5 separate regions of the Mus musculus genome follow, and all the other regions are linked to region 5. Evidence: chromatin contacts called from public Hi-C, HiChIP or PLAC-seq and promoter capture Hi-C data. All regions are on one chromosome and are shown on one strand. Each heading gives the region's core, a stretch centred on a gene start, on an enhancer-like site or on the middle of the called end of the contact. The rest is flanking DNA. Distances are from core to core; before and after follow the strand shown.

The links. Promoter capture Hi-C pulls out the DNA fragments that hold promoters and counts their contacts. Hi-C and Micro-C count contacts between places; a contact is called where the count stands out from the background. HiChIP or PLAC-seq counts read pairs in DNA pulled down with a chosen protein or histone mark.
Region 1: a Hi-C map of B cells shows a contact between it and region 5, with 6 read pairs. The contact joins the enhancer-like site here to the promoter of Slc38a9 in region 5. A contact is called at or near these places in 1 of 484 Hi-C or Micro-C datasets (B cells), 2 of 115 datasets of contacts at active chromatin or transcription factors (bone marrow-derived macrophages and microglia) and 1 of 9 other capture datasets (embryonic stem cells).
Region 2: a contact with region 5 is called in a promoter capture Hi-C map of liver, with 2.5 times the contacts expected there. The contact joins the enhancer-like site here to the promoter of Slc38a9 in region 5. A contact is called at or near these places in 5 of 39 promoter capture datasets (3T3-L1-derived adipocytes, embryonic stem cells, hematopoietic stem and progenitor cells and 2 more), 5 of 115 datasets of contacts at active chromatin or transcription factors (embryonic stem cells, memory CD8 T cells, neural tube and 2 more) and 1 of 9 other capture datasets (liver).
Region 3: an H3K4me3 HiChIP or PLAC-seq map of bone marrow-derived macrophages shows a contact between it and region 5, with 6 times the contacts expected there. The contact joins the enhancer-like site here to the promoter of Slc38a9 in region 5. A contact is called at or near these places in 9 of 39 promoter capture datasets (the 3T3-L1 cell line, 3T3-L1-derived adipocytes, the C10 cell line and 4 more), 10 of 484 Hi-C or Micro-C datasets (B cells, CD8 T cells, bone marrow-derived macrophages and 7 more), 7 of 115 datasets of contacts at active chromatin or transcription factors (T-cell acute lymphoblastic leukemia, bone marrow-derived macrophages, embryonic stem cells and 2 more) and 2 of 9 other capture datasets (adipose tissue and liver).
Region 4: a contact with region 5 is called in an H3K4me3 HiChIP or PLAC-seq map of fetal liver, with 3 times the contacts expected there. The contact joins the enhancer-like site here to the promoter of Slc38a9 in region 5. A contact is called at or near these places in 24 of 39 promoter capture datasets (the 3T3-L1 cell line, 3T3-L1-derived adipocytes, the C10 cell line and 16 more), 4 of 484 Hi-C or Micro-C datasets (embryonic fibroblasts and embryonic stem cells), 11 of 115 datasets of contacts at active chromatin or transcription factors (T-cell acute lymphoblastic leukemia, bone marrow-derived macrophages, craniofacial prominence and 5 more) and 4 of 9 other capture datasets (adipose tissue, embryonic stem cells, liver and 1 more).

Annotation. Positions count from the first base shown.
Region 1 is chr13:112,258,232-112,260,931 of GRCm38.p6, reverse strand. No RefSeq gene overlaps it. Among named protein-coding and RNA genes, the nearest start is that of Ankrd55, 29 kb to the left of the region's middle. Within about 2 kb of position 1,316, at least 42 of the 459 cell types and tissues checked have an H3K27ac peak or open chromatin away from gene starts, as enhancers often do. A contact at or near this core is called in B cells and bone marrow-derived macrophages, where this site is marked.
Region 2 is chr13:113,011,904-113,014,603 of GRCm38.p6, reverse strand. No RefSeq gene overlaps it. Among named protein-coding and RNA genes, the nearest start is that of Mcidas, 19 kb to the right of the region's middle. Within about 2 kb of position 1,358, at least 103 of the 459 cell types and tissues checked have an H3K27ac peak or open chromatin away from gene starts, as enhancers often do. A contact at or near this core is called in hematopoietic stem and progenitor cells, liver, memory CD8 T cells and 1 more, where this site is marked.
Region 3 is chr13:112,307,603-112,310,302 of GRCm38.p6, reverse strand. The region is part of intron 1 of Ankrd55 (ankyrin repeat domain 55); the gene reads right to left. Among named protein-coding and RNA genes, the nearest start is that of Ankrd55, 21 kb to the right of the region's middle. Within about 2 kb of position 1,447, at least 6 of the 459 cell types and tissues checked have an H3K27ac peak or open chromatin away from gene starts, as enhancers often do. A contact at or near this core is called in B cells, adipose tissue and bone marrow-derived macrophages, where this site is marked.
Region 4 is chr13:112,940,889-112,943,588 of GRCm38.p6, reverse strand. It overlaps Dhx29 (DEAH (Asp-Glu-Ala-His) box polypeptide 29), which reads right to left. Exons shown (of 27, transcript NM_172594.3): 8 at 1,758-1,916. Among named protein-coding and RNA genes, the nearest start is that of Dhx29, 15 kb to the right of the region's middle. Within about 2 kb of position 1,293, at least 22 of the 459 cell types and tissues checked have an H3K27ac peak or open chromatin away from gene starts, as enhancers often do. A contact at or near this core is called in T-cell acute lymphoblastic leukemia, epiblast stem cells, fetal liver and 1 more, where this site is marked.
Region 5 is chr13:112,659,344-112,662,043 of GRCm38.p6, reverse strand. It overlaps Slc38a9 (solute carrier family 38, member 9), which reads right to left and starts at 1,278. Exons shown (of 15, transcript NM_178746.4): 1 at 1,172-1,278.

The DNA of each region.
Region 1 (2,700 bases), core at 67-2,566, 400 kb after region 5:
ATTTCCCCCACAAATGTGACTCTGTCTCTCAACAGCCATCATCTGTCAGTGGCTTCGATGTTAGAAATGGAATGTTAGTTCCATCATGTAACCCCCTCTCCATCCATGCTGGGACTTTGACTGGCTTGATCTTATACAGGTCTTGTGTAGCCAGCCAGAGATGCTGTGAGTTAATAGGTGTGCAACAACTCTGTTATGTTAGGAACGCAGCACTTCACGGAACGTAGTGCCCCTCCTTATTCTACAGCTCTTACATTCTTCCCGTACCTTCGTCTGTCATGTCTTCCTTGAGCCTTGGATGAGAGTGAGTAGAGGTGATATAGAAGAACCATCTACTGCTGAATTCTCACACTCACTTGTTCACAGCACTTCTACAAGATCTGAGTCTTTGCATCAGGGCAAAAAGAAACTTCTCTGACCTAGCTTGAGAGCAGCACAATCTATGAGTGTAAATATAAATAGTGAGAAGGCAGCTTGACACATTACCATTTCAGGAAACACCATTAAGTCCCTCGTCTAAAACTGGAACTATCTAGATCTCTCTAGTCATAGTTTTTAACTCAGTTTACAGTGCCAGATATGAAGTCCCTCCAGTGAAATAGGTCTCAAATCCAATCAGAACATGATTGGTTACCACTACAACTATTATGTATCAGTGGGCACAATGCGCTGGCAGGTTGTTATGTGGGTAACACCACATAGCATGTGGGTAAGACCACTGTTTTCTCTTCCTGAGCCAACTTCCCAACACCCTCCAGCACCATGAAAACTAGCCAGCAGGAAGAGAACTTCCTGATAAGTTTGAGATTGAATTCTTGATGTCTTTCAACTAAAGTGTATGGTGTATTCAGCAAAAGAACTTCCCCCTGAACCCCACTTAGTTATGTTGGCAACCAAGATCAAACAACAGCCTACATAGTTCTGGATCCCTCCAGGGCCCCTCTGACCAATAACTTGGTGGGCAAAATTTCATGTCCAGCACTGAAATCTTCAGGAAGGACTTAAACAGAGAAGGAGGATCTAGGGTTTTGGCAGCAAAAGGACCAGAGAGTGAGAAATGGAAAACCAAGCACACTTTCTCTTGGATCATTTCTGTATAGTGCAGCAGAATTGTTTGCCACCCTGAGAAGTACAACAATAGCAGCAACAATAACAGCAGCAGCAGCAACAACAGCAACAACAACAACAGCAACAACAGTAACAGCAGCAATAACATCATCATCAACAATAACAAAACCAAGTCAAGGTGTGCACAGGCTAGATCCAGCCCTTCAGGTTACACACTGAGACTTGGCCATCTAGAGATGCAGTGCACTGCAGCAGCCAGTTGGGGTCAGAGGTGCTTCATCTCAGAGAGCATCCAGGCTTTGCCTATAGCTAGCTCTGTCTTTAATTTCTCAAACTTGCAAACCCTCTACAGTCAGAAAGCCAGTTTAAATTCTCTTGGAGTTTACATTTCTGACCAGGTAGAGCCGATGCCTGGGAAGAAAGAAGTGTCTGATCTCATGGGCCTTGGCGAGGAGATTGGTTTCAACTTTAAAACACTGAGAGTTTTGAGTTTTGTCCACTTGTTCTCGTCCTATCCCATGTACCTCTGTAGATTGTGGATACAGGGCTCTCAAGGACACTGAGCAGTCATGGACACAGAAAAATCATCTCCTTGGCTTAAGCGTGCAAACACCTGGAACGGAGGACTCCAGCCTAGCTTCCTAAATCCTTATCTCCATGGTACCCTGAACACATTGCTTAAGTGATATTGGTGGGTGTAATTGGCTCATAAGTGTTTATAAGCATCCAGGTCAGAATAAGCTTGTGATAACCAACTCTATATATCTCTTTCTGCAGCCTACCTAAGGGATATCACGGGGATAGATAGATGGACAGGATCCATTGTTAGGATTGTTAGGGCCATAAAAATGTGCAAGTGTGGAAAGCCAGGACCTTCCTCCTGTGTTAACCAGCTTTCTGTCACTACAACAAAATACCCAAAGACGTTCAAATTTACAAAGAGGAAAGGTTTGCTTTGGCCATGGGGTTGGAGGTACTACTTGGTCCTATTGCATGTGAACTTGTGTAACAAGGCAAGGTAGAATCATATCACGGTGCCGTGGTAAAGCAACTGTTGACCATGTGGTCAGAATGTGGTAGAAAAGGAAGAGGCAGAGAGGAGGGCCCCAAGGACTACACAACCTCCTACTAGGCCTCTTAAAACGTTTGTCATCTCCCAGTAATGCCAAGTTGACTAAGTCTTTAGTACACAGGTCTTTGGGAGGAGGTGGGGGGCGGCTTTCTAGATTCTAGATATAAACCGCAGTGTTTGAAAGCTGGTTGCGAAACATCTGCGTGCACATCGATGACGACATACATTAGCTGCTCAGCCCAGAAGGCATCTGTGAAAGAGGAGGGGTAATCTCTGAGAATCAAAAGGATCTTCCAGGATAAATCGGTCTAGAAACTATAGTCAAGAATCCCCCAAAGTGATTTTCCTGTCAAGGGCAAAGAAGACATTAAGTCAAAATTTCCTGTAGAATTTTTAATGGTTAGGCGATGGTGCTAAATGGCCCACAAAGCCACGTGACCTCCTTCCCTTTCTAATCCTAATCTTAGACCTTGAGAAAAATCTCAAACCTCTTTAGAAAGAGGCATTATTGTTTCTACAAAGTGTGTGTATGTGTGCGTGTGCGCGTGCGCGTGCGCGTG
Region 2 (2,700 bases), core at 109-2,608, 350 kb before region 5:
TTATTTATTTATGTATGTATATGAGTGCACTGTAGCTGTATTTAGACATCTGAGGACAGATCTCATTACATATGGTTGTGAGCCATCATGTGGTTGCTGGGAATTGAACTCGGGTGCTCTGGAAGAGCAGACAGTGCTCTTAACTGCTGAGCCACCTCTCCAGCCCTGTCTGGCAGCTCCTTGTTGTGCAGAAGTTACAACAAGCCCACATGAGGAACCTGATGAACACACGTGGCCATTGGCAGTGATGGGGCCAGCGGCAGTGAGGACATGAGTGACGAAGGTGTATCCATCATCTGGTCATCCTTGTCCAAACCGCCGTGTGCTTGTTGTAGCAAGCTTCATGGTCCTGTTGTGGTTCTGGTGTGGTTACTTCAATAACAGTGCCTTCCTTCTTCCTACTGACAACACCATTTCTGGTAGGATCGTGGAAGCTGGAAATAAAGGTGATGGGCTTGTTATCCTTCCATAGCATGCGTGCTACACTGTCCCAGCACAGAAGGCCAACTATGCTCCTGCTTTCTTCAGTGATAATGACCTAGAATGTTCACTGGCCCTTTATCATCCACACTGAAGCTTAGATCCACAGTTGGTGCCACAAAGTTCCTAGTCTGTTGTGTCCGGCCAGCAGACCACAACCTGGGTTCTAGCCTGGAAAGGCATTTTGGAAACCTGGAAGAGAAGAGGGGCTAGGTGGCGAGAGAAAGGAATGTAGCCAAGACAGTTACTCTGATCAAGGCTCAAATTTTATTGTTGCGACACTAGTTATGAAGGAAGGGGGAGGGGACCCGATTCCCGCCAAATAATCTCTGGTCCAGTAAAAAGGTGCACGTGTGGCTCCGCAGGTTCCAGCAGTGGGCGTGGCAGACCGAATGAGCAGGAAGCTCCACCCCTGAGCAAGCAGGTTTCAGGCTGGGGGAGGGGAGACTACACTAGTCCACCCCTCCTCGATGGCACCAGAATCTCCCTCTCACTTGGTTGAGGGCCACGGGCAGTCCCCACCCACCCCCACCCCCACCCCCACCCCTGGCTTCCAACACCCTGTCTTTCATTTTCAGAATCACCACTTTCACTTTTACTCAGTGCTTCATCAAGGAAGTTGTCACTTAAATCAGAAAGAGAAAGGAACTCCTTGCTAAATGCTCCCTCATCAGACGCAGAATTCTGTAAGATATCTGTCACTTGTTGAACTGAGTAGCGAGTTGACCATTTGCCTGCTGAAGCGCTCAGCTCATCAATTGCTCGCTTCATGGTCTATCCCGTCCCCCAAATCACTTCAAAATACAACCAAAACAGACATTCTCAATAGGCAGCCGTTTGCAGTCAGCTGACGTCACGCTAGTGCGAGACTTAACAGATTGGGTGTTATTTTTAGCTCTTAGCAACAAGGCATCTATTTCTACCATGCCAGAAACTCGGTATTGTAGACATTTACATCATTCCCATCCAGTAGGGTTAAATGAGTTATCAGTACATGAAAAGTTCCAGAAGAGACATAAATGCATATTACTAAGGGAAAGGAGCTGAATGTGTGAGGCTAGGCTGTATGACTTCAATTTCATAAAGTTATGGAATATGTACAACCATGAAGACAGTGGAGAAACAGAGATTATTGAAGATTGGAGGGGCGGAGGGATTAGTAAATACCTCACAAGAGCTTGGCCAGGGCTCTGAACCACTCTGTATACTACGGTACTTGGAGAGAGCTGTCAGAATGCATTTGCTCCAAACCCGTGCACAGTGCTGAGCAAGAACTTGAGATGGTAACAGGGATTTGCCAGTTGCAGCAAATGTGTCTCTCTGATGGGAGAACCAGACAATGGGAGAGGCTGCACACATGTCTGGAGTGCGGAGATACACGGCGCTGCTCTGCCTATACCTTCCACTGACTTTTACTATGAATTCAAAATTACTATAAAGCTCACACACTTTTTAATCTCTCTCTCTCTCTCTCTCTCTCTCTCTCTCTCTCTCCCTCTCCCTCTCTCTCTCTCTCTCTGACACACACACACCAGGAAAAGAGAATTTGATTTTTTTAAAGCTATATAAACAGTGTAATTAATATCATAAAGTCTCTGACTCTTAAATTTTTCCTTTTAAGATGACTTTGTATAGCAAGGGCCACTGTGTTGGTATAGATGGGAACTACTGTTGATTGTCTCTAGGGCTTTGAAGTCACTGAGGAAAAACAATATTTCAGTGAAGCACCAACACTTTGCCACTCAGTCGGTAAAACAGCTCCTACATTTTGCACAGGAGAAGGAGGAAGGGCTGTGTGTCAACTAGTTGCCGATGTCTGTCCTGCCAGTGTCCGTCCTACGTCCTTCCACAGCCCACAAACCAACTGTGCATTTGTGTGAAGGATCTTACTTGCTTCTCTCAGGCAAGTTCAGTTCTTCTAAGCTTGAGGGCTCAGTTCACTGGAGTCACTAGCTGGAACACAGATATTACTCATCGCCAAAGTTTTATTTTACCAAGTTGTGGATCTCCTCTGAGACTCATCAAAATTGCTACTCATCAAAATCTTTCAGCCCCTCAGTCCTAAGTGTAGTTTTCTCAAAAAAAAAAAAAAAAAAAAAAAAAAAGAAAAGAAAAAAACAAAAACCCAAAAAACAATAGACTCTGTGATGGGCTTGGCTTGCACCCAGAATCTCTGGAATCTGACAAGGCAGCAACAACAGAAAAGATGCTGAAGGGATG
Region 3 (2,700 bases), core at 198-2,697, 350 kb after region 5:
TGAAGTTGCTCTGTTGACCCCTTGGTCATAGCTGTACAAATACTTCAATAATACAAGTAAAGAAACAGTCCAAAGTTGACACTTGGAAATTCTAAAAACTGCTGTGGGAAAATTAACACAAAGAGAACATTTCATAAGTTATAAACAGACTGAAAAGGTTGGCAACTGGTAAAGCCATCTTATAGATTGATTGCTCCTGAGGCCACCGCTGAAATCTGGGGTTTATTCAAAGGGAACTTTGGGTTTACTCAGCAAGTGACACTTGGCAATATAGTTATTGTAAAAAGACAAAAGAAGGTGAACATTTTAATGATGAAGGAAAAACAAAACCTGTACTGAAGTGGTACCTTTTGGTGTTGTCTATGAACCGTGTCCAGTCTGCAGTGAGAGGAACAGAACGGATGCTGTGTGCTTAGAAACTGTGCAGCACCTCCTCACAGTAACTTCTGAGTGTGGACTCTAGTAAAATCTGAGCTCATCGAAAATTGGATCTTTAACAACCCCACAAATCAACCAACCAACCAACCAACCAACCAACCAACCAAAAAACCAACCCTGGATAACTATTTTAGATGATTAATTTTACTTAAAAAACACAAGGATCGGTAGCTAATTTTGACATCTCTTTGCTTATTCTGATTAGCCAAAATCTAATTTGCTTCCAGTTGTATTAGAGACTGTCTATTGAATCCTCGGGACATTAGGGCTTCAGATGTACAGCTGGCTACTACCAATGTTTGGGGTGCCTGAGCTCCTCAGATTTTGTGTCTTCTTGGGTTCCAGTTTTAGAGCTGTGGTGTTCTTTGGAAAGTCACTGATTGCATTAAAAAGTCACTGAGCCCATTTTGTTGCAACTGCTTTGAGGCCAGATCAACACCTGCACTGCTTAAGCCATGGCCCTTTCGTGGAGTGGCCGTGTCAGTGTAAAGGGCATTTTAGCCTTTAGAATCGAAACCAGAGGATTTGAGAGAGTTCCCTTGGTATATTCTATTATGAGCATCCTTGGGTAATAGAACTCACCCATGACATTAGAGTTAATTATAAGCATTTATAGAGAGATCTGTAGATCTTAGATTATTCTTTTAACTAGAACATATTGCCCCTGGAGAATTTAAATATACTAAGCCATCCATAGACTCTGCATCTCCTGGCCACAAAGGGTGTAGAGTCTCTGTCTTTTAAAAGAACATAATCCAGAAGGAAGACAGATGTTGAAGTGGTGATTGAGACATCCTTGGGCTATTATGACTGGACAGTAAAATCACTTAAAGAGATACTTTCCAGGGCCTTCTTCTAATTTAGATTCCTCTCTATTTCCACACAGTTATCTTAGGTATTGTGGGACAGCAGAGAAATTATGTCTTGGGGCAACCTAGAAAGCTCTAACTATTTGTAAGGAGATAAGAAGACCTTTGCACCTTTCAGGAGGAACCAGCCTTCACAGCACCATAATGGCTCCAAGGTACAACATTGCCACCCGCTGGTGGTGAGGAGTCTTTATGGTCTCTGGGTTCTGAGCCAGGGGAATGCCAATCTTTAAAAACATAATTTAGAGCCAGTTTGGAGCTTTCTAAATACACAGGAGCAAGCAAAGATGCCTCTCTAGAAAGTACTTTTTTCTTTTCTTTTTTAAAAAATGGGTATTTATTTGTTGATTAATTCAATGAATACTTAATTTTAAATAGAGAGGCTTGCTAGTTATGTAACCCTGGCTGGCCTGAGACTCACTATGAAAACAGGCCTCAAATGTATAGCAGTCCTTCTGCCTCTTTTCTGAGTGCCTGGATTGCAGGCATACTTCATCATGCCTAAGGTTTCGATGGTTTTGTTTCTGTTTCACACAAGATCTTGGTAAATAGTCCAGGCTTTCCAGGAAGTCACTGGCTTTGCACTATTAGTGAGCCTCCTGCCTCAGTCTCCCTTGTGCTGAGACTACATGCACTCAAGGAGCATTCACAGAATGCCCTGTCAGTGATTCTTTAAAAGATGTGGGCTTTGTTGTTGTTGTTTCTTGCTTGCTTTAACGTATAGAAACCTTTAAAATGGGGTAACTGAATTTACTGATCAATTTAGGGTGTATCTTCAAATGCAAATGGGTTTTCTTATCCACTCAATTCTTATTGAACTCTTGATGTTAATATATTGCATTAGTCCTTCATTAATTAGGGGAGTGTAAATTTTACATGAATTTTTAAAAAGGATTGTGTTAGCCTGCCTAGCTCTGAAAACTAAATATAAATAAACATTATGTCATCTCCCCTTTCATTATTCTGGACAATGATCTGACTATCTTTACCTTATTCATTTTCTCAAAGTATCAGGTGATAGAGTCAGGCTTCTACCATCCTGTGGGAACTCTGGAAAGATAAGAAGTATATAAAGAAGTAGATTTGGTTCAATTAAAAAGGAGCAGACTGTGGTAAACATACAGCTGCTTTCAAATACTGGTAACAAGTTAATAATTGTTTCCTGCAGGCCCAGACTGAATTCTGGTGAGCACAAACCAGAGAAGAGATTTTCAGAGAACCAGAGACAGGGATGGAGCTACATTGTGAACTAGTGCTTCCTAGCCAGTACCTCAGTAGGTTCTGACTGAACATATCTTGGTGATACCTTTGGAGGAGACATTGGTGTTGAGTAGACTGCTGACCTCTATGTTTCCTTTTCTGATTGGTACTCAACATGTCTACCTAACATCTG
Region 4 (2,700 bases), core at 44-2,543, 280 kb before region 5:
TTTACCCAAAGACTTGTAACTTATTATCTCTCTTCTTTGGAGTTTTTCTCCCCACCAATTTGCCACTAGGCTAACATCTGACCATCTGTCAGGCTATCTGCTTGTCCTCAGAACTAAATACAAGGAAAGTAGCCCCAGCTCAAATTAGAGCTCTCTATTATTATTATTATTATTAAAATTATATCTGTATGTGTGTGTCTGTGTAGGTGTGGATATACACATATGAGCACAGATACCCATAAGAGGGTGTCAGATCCCCTGGAGCCAGAGTGTGCTTGTGACTGCTAAGCCACATCGCCAGCCCTGCTCTGTTGTGAAATGTCATTATTCTCTGAAAGCACAACTCACTGTTTAAAAATCTCTGTGTTCACATTCCATCTTAGATTACACAGAGAAAAGAAGTTGGGTTACTTGTTCACATAACTCATTTTAATGTACAATAATGATCCAATAAGTATTACTGAAGGAATGAATAATGCTAAAATGTCTACCATTTAATATAGGTGTGGCCTGTCATATAATCTGATAAAGCATGCAAAGAATACAACTGGTAAGTGCAGCAATACACAGGAATGTGCGACCCCTTGCATCTCGGGGCCATGGAGGACTGAGGGAGTCAGGAAATAATATTGTTTGAGTTGCGCCTTGGCACTAGGGGTAGCAAGCTAGGCAAAGGAATGGAACTGTCAAATGACAGATGTCATAAGGACTCAAGTGGCTGGAACATCGGAAAACAAAGTGGAAAGATACAAATGAATACGAATGCAAAAGCTCTCAAAAGCGATGAACGGCTTTGGGCTTGTAACTGATGTCACGAAGGTGTTTCACTGGAGAAGCTGGGACACACAGAGCTCCTGCAGAACACTTGCTTCAGTGTGCGAGACCCTGGGTTTGATCTCCAAGATTAAAAACCACAGAAGCAACAAAGAAAGAAGGTTTAAACAGAGAGCTTGCATTTAAATAAACTCTCATTCATATTTTTCAGAAAGTCAATGCCATAGTTTGCACTCTGTCATTAAAAAGCACTCTGATTAAAGATGACTTTGGGAAGAAAGGGTTAACTGGCTCACAGTTCCCAGCTCATAGACCATCACTGCAGGAATATTCTCACCTCCAGGGAAACCCTGGGGTGGGGGGTGGGGTGCTGCTTGCTGGCTCCCCTCGGCCTCATGCTTAGCTAGCTTTCTCACACAGCCATGGACCACCTGCCAGAGAACGGTGCCCTCACAGCCGGCCAGGCCTCCTAAATCAGTTATCAACGAAGGGAACCCCTCACAGACATGCCCAAAGACCAGCCTGATAAAGCCAAGGCTGCTTTGTCAGGGACCAGAAAGAGAGCTCGCTGTGGTTAAGGGCGGGCATGTACTGCTCTTGCAGAGGACCCGAGCTTGGTTCTCAGAACCCACGCGGGGCAGCTCACAGTTGCTTGTACTCCAGATTGAGAGCGCCCAACACCCTCTGGCTTCCTCAGCACCCATGTGCACAAACCTGCCAGCAAACCCACGCACACACACACACACACACACACACACACACACGATTCTAGGCAGCGTCAGGCTGACAGTTAAAATCTAGCTGTCACGTGTGGAGAATGAACCAGAGAGAGACAGGCTTGGCTAACGTCTCTGCAAAGACAAATGGCTCCGAGCGAGCTATCATATTGTTATCACCTAAGAGAAAGCCCCAGGAAAGCGCAGTTCTCCTGCCAGCTGAAGGAGTCTGCAGAGGCGAAGCAGCTCCTGCTCCCCTGACTTTACCTTTCTCTTCCTCGGTAGCAGCTGCAGATTTTTCAAATAAATTCAGGTTTAAAGCACTCTCAGCTTCTGTGGCTGGAGCAGGCTTTTTCTTCTCATTTTGTTGATGTGAAATCTTTATGGCTGGGTTGAATATTGGATGGTCTTCTAAAGTTTCCATTTCTATCAAGAAAAAAAAAATGTTTAGTTTTGTATATTTGCTTTTCATGCTTTGTATTTTGCAAATATAGCTTTCATGTCTTCTCTATCTTTTATAATCAGTTACTTAATAGTTCTTACTTGGAATCTATGTTAGATGCCAAGTGAAATTTAGTCACTTTCATAATGTATAATAATAAAAAGAATTAGCAATTATAGACTAAAAAAATAAACACTTTCAATAGAAAAACGTACACATAAGATCCATTTGCATTTCTTTCTTGAACGGAAATAGCATTTACATTATAAATCTAGGATCAGCAAACTATGACCTACACTGCCAAATCCAGCCTACTGCCTTTTCTGTATTCTCTGTGAGCTAGCACAGTTTATAGCTTACAATTATTCTTAAAAAAAATAATAATAAAGAAAAAAGAAAAGAGGTGCTAGGGAGAAAGCCAGTGGCTAAAGAGATCTGACTTCAGATCCCCAGTGCCCACGTGACTAGTGGCTGCCAACAGTGTTTCTCTGCAACCCTAGAGCCTGGGAGAGGTTCGTGGAGCAGGCGGGTTACAGGAGCTTGTTGCCAGTCAGTCTAGATAAAACAAAGGCCAGCTCTAGACTTTTGAGATCATGTCTCAAAAAATAAGTTCCAGCTGGGCACTGTGGTACCTGGCTTTAATCCCAGCACTTGGGAGACACAGGCGGGCAGGTCTTTGTGAGTTTGAGGCTACCTGGTCTACACAGTTTCAGGACAGCCAAAGCTACATAGAGAGACTCCGTCTCAAAACAAAACAACAAAACCTCA
Region 5 (2,700 bases), core at 29-2,528:
ACAGGCCTGCTAAAAATTTTTAACCTCTTATAATTTTTTTCCTTTTTCCTATATCACTAGTGTTGGACATCACTATGTGCACCATAACACCTGTTTTTTTTTTTTTTTTTTTTTACAAAGGTGCAATGACCCATATACACGCTGGGTCTTCATGCTTGCAAGGTCAGCACTTTAGAGACCAGCCATTTTTCTAGCCCTGGGTTTCAGATTTTAAGTCTCACTATTTAAACTGGAGACCATCCGTTCCCCTGGCTCACCTAAGTCCTGGGCTTACAGGCTTGCCCCATGTCTATCTGATTGTAGTTGTTTACAAGGCATACAGGTTTCTCTTTAATTTACAAGTTTCTTTTGATCTACTGAAAAGTTCTGTTGAAAACAAATAACAAAACCCCAAATAAATAGCGAACAAACAAAAACTTTTGTCTGGTACTCCACATGCCACTTCTTTGTTATATTTGAAGGCATGGAATAGGAAAACAGAGAGTGACCTCAACAATAAATGAGGCACTGCCAGGGGATCCTTACAATTAGGTTTTGGGCAAGTTGGCTAATAACTGACTGATGGATAAGCAGATGTCTTCAATTTTTAAGACATCCTGATTTGTAAACCGAGGAGAAAACGTTTGACTAGCTGCCTCACAACTCCAGTATTTCAAGACAGCCAACACAGCATTGCCACCCACAATTAGAGCAGTCAGTCACTCATGGGCTGGGGAAGTAGCTTGGTGGTAGAGCGACTTCATTGCCCAGCCCTGGGTTGCATCTTCCAGCACCTGTCCCAGCACAAGTGAGTCAGAGTCAAACACCAGTGTGGTAGGCACAGCAGGGGCTTCCGCTCCCAATTCTCCTCTCTAGATCTTTCTCTATCCCTGCAATAATCCCAACAGTCCTCTCACCCCGGCTTCGGGTGTTCATCTGCTGTAACCCTTCCTGCCTTTTCCCAGCAGACCCAGACTTTCTCAGCTCCCGCGGACTCCCCGTACTTGACCCATTCGAGGGACCTGCGCCACTCTGGAGCAGTGTCCCTAGCCCGGGGCTTGGCTCTCCCGGCATCCCAAAGACCCCTCCGTGCTGACAGCCCGATGGCTGCAAACTCAGCCCTTCCTTCCTCGCCTGGGCTCCCTCTTGGACTGTCCCAGGGTGAGTTTGCCAGGAGCGAGAACGTGTCTACCTCAGCAGGCCAATCCCTCTACGTCGGAAAACCAGAGCAGGAGGCGAAGACCCTTTCACAGACCTCTCAGTTGGCAGCGGCTTAGAGAGAATAGTCCTCTAAACAGGAAGAGGCAACGGCTTAGGCCGCGGGGGATGGCGGGGGATGGAGTCCTAGGAAAACACAGTCCACCGCTTCTGTGAAAGCGCCGCCATCTGAAACTACAACTCCCAGAGGGCTCTGCAGCAGCCGGCCAGCCTATCAAAGAACCCCGCCCTCCAGCTCCGGAGGCGGGGTCGCTGAGCAGGTGCTCGAACATCTGACCGGCTGGGTTGTCTTCTCCTCCCGAACTACCTAGGAAGAGAGAAAAAGAAGAGATCTCTTTAGGTGCTTTACAGCATCACAGGCCACGTGAGAACAAGATGATGTGCCTGACGTCCCTGGTGACGTTTTTCTCAGGCTTTCCTGGCTCGTGTTATGTTCTTAGGTCACGCCCTTGGATCCCGAGGGAAGCTGGATTGGGGTGGAATGGGGGAGTTGTTAATGAGCATTGATTTTTCTCCTGTGGTCTTCTTGTTTGTTTTGTGTTTGTTTTGGTTTGTTTTTTGTTTTGTTATTCGAGACAGTTTCTCTGTGTGTCCCTGTCTGTCCTGGAACTCACTCTGTAGACCAGGCTAGCTTCAAACTCAAAAGATCTGCCTGCTTCTGCCTCTGCCTCCTGAGTGCTGATATTAAAGGCGAGTGTCACCAGTGCCAGGTCTGGGTCTCTCTCTCCCCCTGGCCCTCCCCCTGTCCCTCCCCTCCCCACCCCACCTAAAGTCAATGTATGTTGGTAATGAAGTCATCTCATGGTAAGATCCCTAAGACTGATATGGCATGTCTTAAAACCAGGGCTCTATAAAGAAAGCTAACATTCAAAAGCAATGTGCTGTAATGTGATCAAGACCCCAAGACCTAAACTTATCAAATAGTAATGAATTCCAAGAATTTTACATTTATCATTTTGTAAAGTCTTTGGAAACTTCATGTTTTACCTATTTTTACCGATAATGAAACAGTCTTAGAAAAGTTGTGACATGGCAAGGCTAGACAGACTTTCAAGTGGCAAAATATCTGGAATTCAAACCAAGGTCTTCCAAACTCTGCTCTCAAACTCTTCTAAATATCCGCTCTGATACTGAGGGCTTAAAATTGCAAGTAGTAGTGAATGGTGCCTTTTAGGGAGATACAAGTTATTTTGTTGACAGTGTTCTTGTTCCAAAAGGCTTACAACTGCATCTGGCTGTACATCTGCATCTGCATTTGAAAATGAATGATACATGATTTTTGTAAGTCTCTGTAATAGGAAAATTTTCTTTTTCCTTTCTTTTTTCTTTTTTTCCTGAATTCCAGTCTGAGAAAACAGTTTTAGTCAAGATTGGAAAGAGCAAAATAAATAAGCACCTTACAACTGCTGGAGAGATACTTAAAACCACAGTAACAAAATTGCTGAATTTGATAAGGCAGCTCTGGCCAACTCCCACTTTCAGGTAGTGGTGACCTTAAAGATG